5 separate regions of the Mus musculus genome follow, and all the other regions are linked to region 4. Evidence: chromatin contacts called from public HiChIP or PLAC-seq and promoter capture Hi-C data. All regions are on one chromosome and are shown on one strand. Each heading gives the region's core, a stretch centred on a gene start, on an enhancer-like site or on the middle of the called end of the contact. The rest is flanking DNA. Distances are from core to core; before and after follow the strand shown.

Region 1 (2,700 bases), core at 7-2,506, 1.0 Mb before region 4:
GTCTCCCAAGATCCCGTCTGATTTTCACCCCACCCTAAACTCCCAACCGGGAGCAGCTATCTCTCCTTCCTTTGTAGAGCCCCACAGATAATCAACATGCAGATTGGGAATCAAAGGGAGAAACATTCCTATGAGGAGATACACCCGAGCTGATCTAAAGGAGAGCAGGCGGAAGCCATGGTCATGGAGGAAGCAGGCAGGAGCTTCCTCTGCCTTCACCAGGTTTTCACAGGGGCCAGCAGGCAGCCAGGGCTTAGAAGCCAGACAGGCAGGTTTTCCCAGTCACAGGCTGAACCTGAGGTTAGAGCTGAGCATCAGCCAGCTCCCAGACAGATCCATTTCTTGGAACAGAGAAAAATCCTTCCTTGGTTAACTGGCAGTTTCTGTGAGGGTCACAATCCTCAAAATCTGGCATCTGGTAACAAGAAAGGAGGGTGTCCATTCATGTCATCTCTACCCTTTATCCCACACGGAGTACCCAGGCCCCTCCGAGAAGCCATCACTGACAGAATCCCAAACTGACCTTACGGAATGTGGATGTGTTGGAAGGCCAGGACCTTCTGGGCCAGTGTGTGGCCTCTGAGGGCATATTTTTAGGCACATTTAAAAAAATGAAAAATGAAATAGTCGGGTCTTAAGATCGTTCCATAAAGCATAATGCAACTTTTAAAGGATAAGGTTCAACCAGGGAGATTAGGGCTAATTGTGAGAATTAGTGAGAGTCATTTCTTCAGTTTCTAATGGGAAGCAAATCGCAAGAGAGAAGGAGAGAAAGAGAGTGAGAGAGGGTGGGGTGGGCTGGGCTGGGGAATATCCAGCAGGCTTTGATGGCATGAAAAATCAAAATAAAATCATATTTTGTGACTACAAAGTGAAATTATGAGATAAAACCATGTTTATTACACCGACAGCTCACTTGTCTTGGTATTGACATGAAAAATTTAAACCATAAAAACTCAAGACCAACATTATATATAGAAACCATAACTGGGTCAAGTGGTCAATTAGTCCTCCTGAGTTTTAATTACTCGTTACCCCTCATGAAGAGGAGAGCCTGCTCAAGTCAAATATAATCCAATTTTTTGCATCTGATTAATTTTTTTCATTCCAGGGTATGGGAAACCAGCCTCGCCTTGGGTGCTGCTGTTTTCCTGGGGGGGGGGGGCGGTTATGCAAACTCAAGTGCACACTGGCACGAATCAGACAGCAGAGTGCAAACACTCCACGCCTTGGGGAAACAGTCCATTGTTCCTCAGGTAAACACCAGCACCTCTTAGTCACCCACTCAAAACAGAAATGGCCAAAGAGGGATAGGCGACCAGCACATAGCACCACCAAGGTAGGCAGGCACGCTGCTTTCAGAACCCCACTCTTGATCATCATCAACTGGCTGCCACGGTCGTCACAAAGCCACCATGCAACTCCCTACGGGAAAATGTCACTGGAATAGTCCATTAAATAGTCTTCGAAACTTCCATAGCCAAACATGACAAAAAGACCCACTTAGACGCCTAGGAGTATGGGGACATGTTCTCTGGCAACCCAGCTAGATCCTACGAACTAAGCTTATTGCTAGGCAGGTGGGCGTGGGCCTGGCTGTTGGGGTCTTCCTTTCTTCTTGGCTTCCCACCCGCTCGGCCAGCGACTCATCTGAAACCTCCCTGATATTTTCTAAACACATGCCTCTGAACCGTAATGCGAATTCCATTTGCTGAAAGGCAGACTTTCAATATTCCAAGTGGATCCACTTAAGGGCGCAGGCTCTCCCAGGCCTTCGATAAGTGGGTAGACTCTTCTTTCAATCACCCTATTATTAGCACAGTAGCGCGAACACATATTTTCAATAACATTATATGTTCTCTACATTTTTTTCTCCAGCTGTGACATCATTCTGAAAATGCCCTGGGCATCTGGGGGCAGGGGTAGGGGAGCAAACACAGAAGTCCAGGCTCACACTCTCAACTCTCTCCTCTTTCCCACTATGAACACGGAATTTCCACTGTTCTGAACGCCTTCAGAATCAGTAGTAACAATCCCTTTGCTTGACATTTCTTGTCTGTTGCCAGTCTACCTGCTTTGTTTTGCTTGCTTGGTGCTGGGGATCAAACTAAAGGCCTTTCACACGGAAGGCTCTACCACTGAGCGATGGACACGACTAGCCCCTCCCTGTGTCTTCCCCTCTCTGAGAACTGATCGTATGACTTAGATATATGTCATTCCGCTTTGATTAAGCTAGAGATATCATTTACGGCTAAGATCGTTCAATTCTACATTACAAAGGTGAGGGTTTAAGCGAAGACCTTGCTCCTAGACTCTCACACGGCCTGCTGATGTTTGTAAAATGTGCCGTAGCTCCTTGAAATGAAGAGAGAACACATACCTCGGAAGATAACTGGAAAGCAGACAAGCCTACAGTGAGAGCAGGTCCTCTTTCTACTCCAATAGTTTAATAACTGGTTAAAGGTGAGGCATAATAACTGCATGTCCAGCTGGGCTAAGGAAATAATTTGGTCTCTCACATGAGCAGTATCTAAATGTTAAGTGAGCCTGGCTTCTCCCACCAAACCATACACAAAGAATGCATAGTGAAGGTCACACTGCTCTCAGATGTACCAGTAAGAGTCCATTTTTTTTAATCCTAGGAATATAAGCTTACTTAAAACTATATCAATAAGGGTTCCCCCAAAATTATTGATGTGA
Region 2 (2,700 bases), core at 93-2,592, 650 kb after region 4:
CCTGCATGCAGGTAAAACACACATAAGATAAAATGATCTAAAAATAACCTTTTATCTAATTTTCCATAGTGTTCAGGACTCCGTAGAGTTCCTGGATTTCAGACACAGGACTAGGAGAGAAAAGAGACCTGCACAAATTTATTTATTTATTTATTTAAGTTTCTGAGACAGGGTTTCTCTGTGCATCCTTAGACTGTCCTGGAACTCACTCTGTAGACCAGGCTGGCCTTGAACTCACAGAGATCCCCTTGCCTCTGCCTCCTGAGTGATGGCTCAACATGAGTGTGTTTTTATCAGCTATATAACATACCCCCATCCTTTACATACTATTGGGAACACTTGGCTGTCACTAGATACCTTTTCATTCTTTGGGCTCACAGATACACGTTATCAAAGTTCTTTAAAAGGCACCCACATCTAGGTGTTTTTTTATTAAAACAACAAGAAACCACTGACACCTTAACTGTGTTCGTGAGTTCACATTGTTTGCTCACTCCCAGCTTCCTGCTTTATATTCAGGGCTTTTAATACTGTAAATAAAATTTGTAAATACTCCCTCTTTCCTATTTGCCCTTAATTGGTGTTAAATATTCCCCAGATCTTAAATAAACCATTCGAAAACATTTTATTCCCCACCCCTCTCGGTTTTTAAAACCCGAGTCACTTAATTTAAATGACACAGACCAAGCTACAGTGTTCACATGCAGTCACCTGGCACTGGAGAACAGGTTATTGGGCAAAGGGGTACCCGGGGTCCTGACTGGTGACCCCTAACAGGAAGCACCCCTCCCCCATCTTAAGGCTTTCGTCGGTGCGGAGGTTGCGCCTAAACCCTCGCCTGGCTTCGTAAACCCAGCTGTCACCCACTCGTGGAGCTGTCCTGACCCTCGGTGTAGCGAGGACTCTGTGCCCCACACTCACCACCTCTCACAGTGCTGAAAGGGAAACTCTGGGAGAACTGGGGTGCGGGGTGGGGCTTCATGCTTTTAGGGATCAGAGCCCCGAGGGCAGCGGCCCCAGGAGTTGCTCAGCAGTGGGGAAAATTGTTCCCCGGGACGCGCAGCCGCCACCCGTCATCTCGGAGGCCCTGTAGGCCGTCTGTCCCGCCCTGCGCTTCCCGCTCCGCCAGTGACCCTCCTGGTTTTCTTTTGTCCTTTCTCCACTCTGGACACACACCCCTCCCCGCCGTCCCGACCCTGCTCTCTTCCTTGAGCCTTTCTGGTCTCCACCCTCTGCTTCCTCCGTCCCTTCCCGAGGTCCCTTGCCCTCCCCCTCCCCACGGGGCGCAGTTTCCCCGAGTCCCCTCCCCGCCCCGCCCCAGTTTTTAAACCTGGCGCCGAGTGAGCGGGTAGGTGAGCGCGTTCAGCCAGGGGGACCAGGCGCCGTCGGGCTGAGAGATTCGCGCGACACCCGCACCATGAGACCGGAGGCGGCCGGAGTCCGGGAGGCGCGGGGACGCCTCTGCCACTGTCCGGGGGATGATCCCGGGAGGCTACCGCTGCCACGCGGGCCCGAAAGGTGAGGGTGTCCTGTGGCCCCGGTGGAGGTGCACCCAGACACTGAGCTCCTTAACCTGAGATCGACTACTGCAAACTCCTGTCTGAAGTGCAGGGACCCCGCGGATATCTGGCAAGGAAATGGGCAACACTTGCGTGTATTGAGGATCTGAAATTGATCCAGCTGGAAAATACTGAAGGCTGGGGGCCCCATAAGAAATTTATAAAAGGATCCTGCGGTCTATCACAAAGTGACAGTCTCCTGCCCTACGCTGGGGATCGGTGTTTGCCCATCCAGGGACATCGCTATCTTTAAAGCTGTGAAGTTTAAGGAAATCAGATTAGCTGGGTAGGTAGGAAGCGGAGCAGTTTGGCGATGCAGAAACGCCTTTGGCATAGTAGTCTAAGGAGTCTCCAGCAGCAGAGGTGGTGTACTTGAAACCAACCATCTGTATTAGAAAAATTTGAGGTATCAATGAGAGATTTGCTAGGAGAAAAAATAATCTCCACTCACACGCGCCCTAATAATAGGTTAGATTTGGGGCTTCCCATCTCAGAGTGTACTAGGAAGCAGAGCCCGGAGAATTCTTCAGGAGGCAGGAACAGGTAAAGTACTGACTGGCCCATCGGCAGACAGACCTTAAGGGATCATGGTGTGTGCAGGGACTCTTTGTCAAACAGACACTATGGTATCAACCTCATAGTAACCTTTGGGGGGGCGGGGCGGCAGAAACGCCAGGAGTTCAGTCTCTCCTGGTGCTTGTTTCCAGTTCCATTCCAGCCCCGTGGAGACCGTGGATGTCGCCTCCCCCCGGAGATGCTGAACTGACCAGAACTGAACGTCCGGTAAGCTAAATGTGACTGTTGTAGGCAATAGTCAATCCAGAAAGCGGCACCACGTCTATAATAACTTTGAAAACAAAACCAAAACCCGGGGGAAGGACTCCTCTCTCGTGCTTAGCTTGGCCTAACCCACAAGTAAGTTCCTGAAGGTCTGGTGGGTAGAGCCCAGAGTGAACGGAGGTGCTAATGGGCCCACTGGGCTCGCGATTGCTCCTCCGTCCTTGAAAAGCAAACAGCTGAGGACATGGGCTTTGCATGGTAATTACATGCAGCGGTGGGAGAGGAGGGTTCTTCTATAAACCAGAGCATGGGGGAGGGAGGGGCAAAGCCCAGCCCCCTTAGAGAAAAGCTGATTATGTAC
Region 3 (2,700 bases), core at 41-2,540, 970 kb before region 4:
TCCTCATAGGCCACAGGTTTTAAATTGCTGGTGCTCTCTCTCAAGTAGGAATTCCTACAGTGTGTTTATCTGGAAATACAGCATAAAGGGGTTTTTCAAACTGCCTCTTTGTTAGCCAAACCAGCCGCCATCCATCCCTCTGCAACTCAGTACAGTAGTTTGGTAATGTGTGGTGAAAGCCTGGTTGTAGGAGAGTTAGGGGGACAGCAAGATAGGAGCGGGAGGGGGAGGGGACGGAGGAGAGAGGGGAGGGGAGAGGGTGGGGGGGGGAGGGAAAGGGGTAGGAGGAAGGAGACGGAAAAGGGGAGGGAAAGGGAAAAAGGAAGGGGAAGGGTATGGAAGGGGGTGGGGAAGGGGGAAGGGGAAAAGGAAGGAGGAGGGGAAGGGGGAAGGGGAAAAGGAAGGAGGAAGGGGGATAGGGAGGGGGAGGGAGAAGGAGAGGGAAGTATCATGACAGGAGGATTTTAATTTAATTCTTATTTTATGTGTATGTGGGTACGTCTGTGTGGGGGCATGCACACACATCTGGAATGCAGCACCTCCAGATGTTAGAAGAGGTTACCAGGTCCCCTGGAACTGGAGTCACAGGTGGTGGTGAGCTGCCGGACATGGGTGCTGGGATGAGTGCGTTCAGTCCCTGGCAGGAGCAGCCAACAGCACTAATCACTGGGCCATCTCTCCCATCTGAAGTAGCCTCGAAAGCCATATCTATCATGTTTGCTTGTGGGACTAGAGACTTGCCATACTCCACAGACTTTAACTTCATGTCTATGAAACAAAAAACCGTAGCTGAAGAAGTCAGCCATGGTGGTAGTGAGAATTCTCACGTCTAATTCCTATGCGTTTCCACTTAAAATGCCATAAAATCACTGAAGTCTGTACAGACCCGGTTACATACTTTCATATCGGATCAGGAACGTATACTTAAGGTTCAGGAAATGGTCGCACTTCGGTGGATCACACATCCTGCCCCAAAGCTAGTGAACATTTCTGAGGTCAGTTCTTCTAAAACTCAACCCGTCCGTCTCTCTATCAAGCAATGGTTAAGTCAGAATTAAGCTTTAAAAATAAAATAAAATAAAATAAAATAAAATAAAATAAAATAAAATAAAATAAAATAAAGATTGTTTCAGGTTTGCCTAGAACCGTGCTGCCCTCTGAATCTCCCTTGTAAAACACAAAGCAGAATTTTATTTACTACCTTCCCCTGAGAGCACACAGCAGGAATTCTCTGGAGCTTAGCTTCTTGGAGGGGAAGGGAGTGAGTCAGGGAGAGAGGCATTTCTGAGAGCAGATATTATCTAGTGTTCAGCTTACAGTCACAGGCAGAGTGAAAGCCATCCTCAGAAGTGGGTTCAAAGTGATTAAAAATGGTCAAGACCAAAAATAACACTTGAAGAATTTTGCACTCTTTTTCTTTTTCTTTCAGGGTGGTAGGCTTTAAAGAAAAATAGCCACAGCCAAGCAACAGATGTTTGCCCACACATAACCACAAATGACCTCAAACTGAATTCAAGCTCACTTCTAGTGTGATCATTGGCCAAGCAGACACAGACATTTTACTGCTGGCCCATGGTTCCCACTTTCTCCTAATATTTCTCTAATCACTTTAACAATTTAAATGCCCATGAAGATGTCTGTTCTGAGGGTAACTTTTCACATGAAGATGTCTGCTCTGAGGCACAGGAAGATGTCTGCTCTGAGGGTAGCTTTTCACATGCACAGTCGGTTAACATGGCCCTTTCGAGTAAGTTGCAAGAGAGATTTGAAGCAAGAGTGTCGTAAAAATGTGGACTTTTAAGTTTTTAGTTGTAATCTTTTAGATCTACGTAGCTCTGTAATCAAGTCAAGCCCTTGATTTAAGAACATCCCATATGTCAGGGGAAAATATTGTGGATGACGTCAGCATGTTCTGGTTGTGTGCTGGGAAGGGTCTCATGACGTCAGCGTGTTCTGGTTGTGTGCTGGGAAGGGTCTCAGGCAGCTCACACAGGACAAGCACTTACTTTGCAGCTAGGGACAAATTTGGAGTCCTGATCTTCTTGCCTCTGGTTCCCAAGTCAGAAAATGTATAGTGTGTAAAAGGGTAACAGTCTTGTTTAGCCAAGCCCCTCTTTGAACAGAAGCCACCCAAGTCCCCTCAGAAGCCAAGAAAAGGACCTTTCTAGCACAGGCTGAGATATGGAAGAGAACTGGCTTCCCTATTAGCTGAATGACAGTTGACACAGACAGGAGGTGAGAGGGCAGGGGGATGGGGTGGGGGATAGAATAGAGGGTGGGGGAGGGGGTGGGAGGGGCGCATGGGGGGCAGATTCCTCCCCTCACTACCCCAGCCCACAGGAGGATTCTGCTTTCTTCCTTTTGCCTCAGGCATATCCAGGATGGCAATTTTCATCCCTTGGTTGAAGTGATACACCCCTTTCTTCCGTCTTGCCCAAACAGCAGAAAAGGAGTAGTCTCCAGGTTAAACCCAAACTTCCATAATTCATATTTTTTTCTGACCAGATGCCCACTGGTCTGGTTGACCACACCCTCCCTAAAGTTTGTCTGTAGCAAAGACTGAGGCTCAAAGATAAGGAAACAAAACAGCACCCATGCTCCTCAGGATGTTACCCACCTCCATTGTCTTTACGTAGAAGTGTTCACAGCTGGGCAGCACCCCCCACTCAGGGAATGCCAACGCAGGGGAGCTCTGGCCAC
Region 4 (2,863 bases), core at 243-2,742:
GGCAAGTGCTCCATCACCGAACTACACTCTGAACTCCCCACTGGTCTTTAGGAGAGAAAGCAGAAAAAGTTGTCCCGGACTCTGTAAATGTTACTCCCATTGCTGCCTTGATCACATAACCAAAGAAAAAGCGATTTAAGAGCGGGTTTATCCTGGCTCACAGTTCGAGAGTCCAACACTGTGGGGTCCTAACCACATGAGCATAAGACAGATGGTCAAACTGTGTGTGGGGGTTGGGAGGAAGGGGGCGGGGTTCCCGTGTATGCAGAGGTCAGAGGTTGACAAATGTCTTCTGCTATTCATCTCTTCCTGATTCTTTGAGGCAGGGTCTCTCACTTGAACCAGACCTTGCAGACTTGGCTAATCAGCTCGCCTCCGGAAATCCTGCTTCTGGGGTCACACAGCAGCCACACTGCCCCACGTTGTGTGGAGCGGGGATTTGAACTCTAGTCCTCATAACCTTCACCCACGGAGCCAGCTCCACAGCCTTGGCCCAGCTCACTTTCTCCGTTTCATTCAGTCCAGCATCCCAGTCCCTGGAACGGTACTGAGCTTAGGGTGGGCCTCCTACCCCAGTCAGCCTAACTGAGAAACTCCCTCAGAGACAGGCTGAGAGAGAGGTCTGTCTCCTAGATCCTCTCAAGTTAACATCACAGGCAGGCTAGGCCCCCACAGAGCTCACCTTCCTCACCTCATTTGAAACAGAAGGTGGAGTCCGTAATAAGAGGCTAAGGCAGTTTGGCCGGATCAGCTCGGGAAACGCTGAATCACTGTGAGTGAGGACTTAATTGTCCTTCAACCTCACAATCCCTAGCCAAGTAGGATCAGCACAGACTCGATTCCACCCAAGAAGGGAGGAGGTCTGATTGCGTGCCCACACTTAGACACGCCTGGAATTTTGTTCGTAGGTTCAGCATCTCCTTGGGAGATGACTCGCATAGACTGAGACCAATGCAGATCTATCTGCATACCCAGTACACTTGGAATAAACCAAAGACCGGCACTGAGGACTCCCGTACTACTCAAAACAGTTCGATAAACATGAGCCTTCTCTCCCACGTGGGGGCGCACCGAGACCTCCAGCCGCGAGGGCTCGCCCACACCTGTTCAGTCTACTCCCAGGCACTGTTCCCTGAAGTCCCTGAGCAAACCGCGGGGTGTGTTAAGTAATCTCAGAGCGAGTTCCGCAGAAGCAAACATTTGCATTCTGCAGAGAACGACGGGTTCTCGCCCAAGAAAATTACGGAGCATTTGTTTTCCTCCTTTTGAAGTTTCCCCAAAATAGTTGTTTCAATCCGACTGCCACGAGTCCTGCTGACCCCTTCCTTTGGGAGCAGCGCTTGTCCCTGACCACTGCTTAGCTCGGAACCAGGATCTCTACACTGGCCGGCGGGCGGGCGGGCAGGCGAGCGGGAGGAGGCGGACCCTTCGGGAACAGACGGCTCCTCCTCAGAGGGGAGGGACAGGCTTCTCAAGGCCTTGCTCTCTAGCAGTCGCAGCGCCGGGTCCCAGAATCTAGTCCTACGCCACGGTTTTGACCACGCGTGACCCGCTGCCCAGCCGGCCCGGCCATCAGGTGGTCCGTGTGTCCCTCTGACATGTCGTCCTGCAGCCGCGTGGCCCTGGTAACTGGGGCTAACAAAGGCATCGGCTTTGCGATCACGCGTGACCTGTGTCGGAAATTCTCCGGGGACGTGGTGCTCACGGCGCGGGACGAGGCGCGGGGCCGCGCGGCGGTGCAGCAGCTGCAGGCGGAGGGCCTGAGCCCACGCTTCCACCAGCTGGACATCGACGACCCGCAGAGCATCCGTGCGCTGCGCGACTTTCTGCGCAAGGAGTACGGGGGACTTAACGTGCTGGTCAACAACGCGGGCATCGCCTTTAGAAGTAGGTGTGGGGCTCCAGGAGGAGGTGTCCCGGGGTTTTCCGAGGGTGCTGGGCAGTGAGCCTCTGGGATCCGGAGGCTGCGCCATCCCGCCTGGGTGCACCCGGCTCGCGCTCTGCGTGGCGAGTTCCCCCGTGCGGTGACTCGGGTGCGGGCCCGCCCAGGCACCCCACTCCATGCCCGACCCGGCCGGCGGCCTGTGCGGGCCTGTGCTCCGCCGGAGGCCCTCCTTGGAACTTTCAGCTGCGCCTGTTTGGAAGAAAACCGGTCTCTTGGGAGGGGACCACGCCTTGTCAAGCTCATCAGCTTTCTGTCCCACGCACGAAGGCTTTTCTCAGAGAAGGGTCTTCCAAAAAAATAGGGTTGGAGCTTTCGCTTCGCGTGAAACAAGGGCGAATTCATAGATGCCAGTAGATATCTGCTGAGGACAGGAAATGGGTCGCCCGGACACAATTAGCGCCCTGGCACGATAGTGGGTTTCCTACCCGCTTTAATGGAGCGTTTTGAGAGGCTCTGGCAAAAAGGAAGCGAGCTCTGCTTCCCTCCTCCTCGGGGAACTAGGTTTGTTATTAAACTTGCAAGTGCGGTTTGGAAATCATCTTCCTTTAGGGGAAAAAAAACCCAAAAAAACAAAACAAGATCGCTTACTCTAACAAATGTCCAATTAGCAAAATTATCCAGTTGCCATGTGCTGGAACTGAAACAAACATTCCAGCTTCACTGAAAATGCTGAGAGAGCCGGAGACTAACGAGGGAGGGAGACTATTGTGCAGCCGAAAACTCTCCAGTTGGCCCTGGACACCCATAGGCGCCTTGCGTGAGAGCCAAGACACCCTTGTACCCGCACTTCCAAACTCTGGCATGTGGGCTTTGGGGAAGGGGAGGGGCGAGCTCACCACCTCAGCCACTCTCAGCGTTGTCGGATGGAAGGTTTGGTGAATTATGGCCCTGGAGGTTCATACTTAAATGTGGGCCATG
Region 5 (2,700 bases), core at 180-2,679, 860 kb before region 4:
GCTACACGTCCTGATACACGGCCACGTCTTTGTGAGCTCTTTATGCCACTGTTTTTCTTTACTTAAGCTCAGTCCTCATCCTGAAAGACCCACCAAGCCCACATGGGCACTATGGCTGAACTCCAGCATTGTAAGTTCCATAAGGCCGCTGTAAAAAATGCAGGAAGGTTCAGGGACCTACGTGGTGCCAACCCATAAGTCTGTAATCTAGTAATTTCTGCTGTGACAGTGCGTGGACTTAGGAAATGGCTTCATAGTTCTTTCTGAGAGAGACTGTGTACCACAACTTGCTGGCTTTCTGTCTTGAGCAATGCCGGCTGCCTCTTTCAATTGAGGCTGAAAGAAAAACCACAGCACAACACAGCATCTTCTGATGGCTTTTCCCAGAACGAGTCTGCCCAAATCCTGCCCTCTGTGGACTTGCCACTTTGGCCCTGAAATCTCCGCACTGATCCAAGGTATACCTGTGAGCTGCCTCTCGGAGACCACTCTGCTGGCACCGGCTCTTCCGGCCAGCTAAGTACTGAGCCTGCTAAACCCAGGGGCAAGCCAAACTCAGAACCAGGGCCAGACAGCTTGCTGCCATCAGAGTAAGTGCAAGCGAATCATTCAGAGCAAGGCACAGCCAGATAAAACCCAAAGAGTGTCCTCCGCGCCAGCCTTCTAATCTCTGGGACTTTAACTGAGAGCGGCTCAGAGCACTTGACACAACTTTCACCCAGCGACCAAATATTTCAACAGCCTAAGCATTTATTAAAACATCCCCGCAGCACGGCGTCTGACAAATAATAATCTCGTGGTCTCAGAGTCAACAGCCTCTGTTTGAATTCCTCCCCCCACAAGCAGGCAGGGACTTCAGGCAGGCACCGGAGGGTCCACGGGCTGCCATCTTAGTCTGCGCAAAGCTGAGCAAAATCAGATATAAAAAAGACCAGCGTACTCACCTCTCATGAAGCACTGTGGATATGAAGGAAATGACTCAAAAATGCTGTCTGAAGCCATCGTTTCCTTTCGAAAACGCACCTCTCCTGAAGGCGGGGGATTCTATAATTTCTTTCACCTTCAGAGCAAAAACCAAGAAATGTCACTTACTCTGACCTCACCTCCCACCATGGCTCCCCACGTCTCTTTCTACCCCCAACCCTAACACTTCTGGTACTCCATGGGTCCTATGGGGTGGGGGTGGGGGAAAGAATTATTGCAGAAACAAATATTCAAATTGTTAAAGATTAAAAAAAGGAAAAAAAAAAGACGAAAGCACCGCCTATGCTGTGGGTTGAACTGCTCACCGCTCTGCGAAAGCCTGTGGTTTGCATTCAGTGTGATTCGTCCTGCCTGCTGACCACTGTGCTGGGCTTACACTTCTGACACTGCCAGGCTACCCAACTTGTGGTTCTGTGGTTGTTTATGAGGTCCAAAGAAGTTTTCACACAACCCAAATTACAAATTTAACTGTTCCCCTTTCCACAGCCCACCGCCATTGGCTCTTGCCAATCACGTGACTTAAGTGATGTCAATTTTTTTTTTTTAAACTTTCTGAGCTATGCCCTTCCTGCCCTCCACCTGCCCTCCCCCAGGCTGTGTAAGGAAACAGTTGAGCAGAGCTTAGCAGAGAGGGGCTGTAAGAGAAAAAAAAGCACAACAAACAAGCAAACAGAAATCCCCTGCCTCAGTCTTTTCTTGCTCTCTCTGTCCTGTGCGGATTTGGTGGCTTTCAGATCCTGTTGTTATTTGTGGTTTGAGGAACAACTGATTATTTAGATAAAGATTGCCTTGCTGTTTATTCAACAGCAATTCAACGTTGGCACCAACTTGCTGCTGAGCCCGGATGCGGCTCTCATCACTTAAATGCTGGGCACCAGCTCGGGAGAGCTGGGTTCTTGGTGAAAGCAAGTGAGACAGAAAAGTTAGAAAAGAAGACCAAGAGCCCTTTTCCGTGAGTGGCTGATCCTGGGAGGGCTAGGCTGGCAACCTACTGACATCTCAAAGCTTGGGAACAGTATGACACGTTTTAATTGTGGGATGAAAAGACCACTTTGATCAAAACCCAAATGATGTTGTCCTTGGCTTTCCCCTTGGCGGATAGGCTTAGCATGGACATCTCTTGGTAAGTAGAGGAAACAGTGGCGTTCTCTTCACACTGGCACCAGTTCCCACGCTCGCTTGCATTAGGAAGTTTTGTGGAGAGCAAAGGAGGAGAATTTCCTCACTCAGCAGAGCTGTGGCCTGTGGGCAGCTATCTGTTCATTGTTTGTACCAATAAAGCCTACTGGTAGCCTTTCCGAGCTCCACTCAAAGAAATGGGCCAAGTCACCCTGCTAGGGATAATTACTCTTTGAATCCATGAAGAGTAACTTGTGACTACCCAAGATCCTGCCTCCTCCTGGCCAGCCCCCGGAGGGGGATATTACACAGCCCTTCAGCCTCCAGAAGTCACATGGTCAGGGGACAGACAATAAAGACAAGATGATTCTGTGGGTGTGAGCTCTTCTGTTCACCTCCACCTATTGACCTCTTCGTTCTATCTGTTTTACTTGCTGAGAAGTGAAGCCTTAGTCTTCCTGGGATCCCCAGGCAGGGCCTGGCCTTCCTTTCCTTACTTGGGTCTTCCTTTTCCTCTGTTCAGTTTCCCTCCATTTCGAGGTGATGCCCGATGAGAGGCTGGGCCTTGAGCAGCGTAGCTCCAAGTGCCAGCCCTGG

Evidence for each region. Promoter capture Hi-C pulls out the DNA fragments that hold promoters and counts their contacts. HiChIP or PLAC-seq counts read pairs in DNA pulled down with a chosen protein or histone mark.
Region 1: a contact with region 4 is called in a FOXA1 HiChIP or PLAC-seq map of pancreatic cancer cells. The contact joins the enhancer-like site here to the promoter of Cbr3 in region 4. A contact is called at or near these places in 5 of 39 promoter capture datasets (cranial neural crest, hippocampal neurons, liver and 1 more), 3 of 484 Hi-C or Micro-C datasets (all in embryonic stem cells) and 7 of 115 datasets of contacts at active chromatin or transcription factors (astrocytes, embryonic stem cells, extraembryonic endoderm stem cells and 2 more).
Region 2: an H3K4me3 HiChIP or PLAC-seq map of pro-B cells shows a contact between it and region 4, with 6 times the contacts expected there. The contact joins the promoter of Ripply3 here to the promoter of Cbr3 in region 4. A contact is called at or near these places in 3 of 39 promoter capture datasets (the HPC-7 cell line, cranial neural crest and pre-B cells) and 6 of 115 datasets of contacts at active chromatin or transcription factors (DN3 thymocytes, embryonic stem cells, large pre-B cells and 3 more).
Region 3: a promoter capture Hi-C map of pre-B cells shows a contact between it and region 4, with 2.0 times the contacts expected there. The contact joins the enhancer-like site here to the promoter of Cbr3 in region 4. A contact is called at or near these places in 6 of 39 promoter capture datasets (the 3T3-L1 cell line, cranial neural crest, hippocampal neurons and 3 more), 3 of 484 Hi-C or Micro-C datasets (all in embryonic stem cells) and 7 of 115 datasets of contacts at active chromatin or transcription factors (astrocytes, embryonic stem cells, extraembryonic endoderm stem cells and 2 more).
Region 5: a contact with region 4 is called in an HNF4G HiChIP or PLAC-seq map of pancreatic cancer cells. The contact joins the promoter of Runx1 here to the promoter of Cbr3 in region 4. A contact is called at or near these places in 1 of 39 promoter capture datasets (liver) and 2 of 115 datasets of contacts at active chromatin or transcription factors (memory CD8 T cells and pancreatic cancer cells).

The regions. Positions count from the first base shown.
Region 1 is chr16:92,685,880-92,688,579 of GRCm38.p6, forward strand. All of the region lies in intron 4 of Runx1 (runt related transcription factor 1), which reads right to left. Among named protein-coding and RNA genes, the nearest start is that of Gm30281, 75 kb to the right of the region's middle. Within about 2 kb of position 1,257, at least 28 of the 459 cell types and tissues checked have an H3K27ac peak or open chromatin away from gene starts, as enhancers often do. A contact at or near this core is called in pancreatic cancer cells, where this site is marked.
Region 2 is chr16:94,327,080-94,329,779 of GRCm38.p6, forward strand. Ripply3 (ripply transcriptional repressor 3) reads left to right here and starts at 1,343. Exons shown (of 4, transcript NM_133229.2): 1 at 1,343-1,518; 2 at 2,267-2,342. The coding sequence starts at 1,418.
Region 3 is chr16:92,709,016-92,711,715 of GRCm38.p6, forward strand. The region is part of intron 2 of Runx1 (runt related transcription factor 1); the gene reads right to left. Among named protein-coding and RNA genes, the nearest start is that of Gm30281, 52 kb to the right of the region's middle. Within about 2 kb of position 1,291, at least 26 of the 459 cell types and tissues checked have an H3K27ac peak or open chromatin away from gene starts, as enhancers often do. A contact at or near this core is called in pre-B cells, where this site is marked.
Region 4 is chr16:93,681,727-93,684,589 of GRCm38.p6, forward strand. It overlaps Cbr3 (carbonyl reductase 3), which reads left to right and starts at 1,493. Exons shown (of 3, transcript NM_173047.3): 1 at 1,493-1,887. The coding sequence starts at 1,599.
Region 5 is chr16:92,824,645-92,827,344 of GRCm38.p6, forward strand. It overlaps Runx1 (runt related transcription factor 1), which reads right to left and starts at 1,430. Exons shown (of 8, transcript NM_001111021.2): 1 at 1,290-1,430; 2 at 945-1,060. The coding sequence starts at 1,002.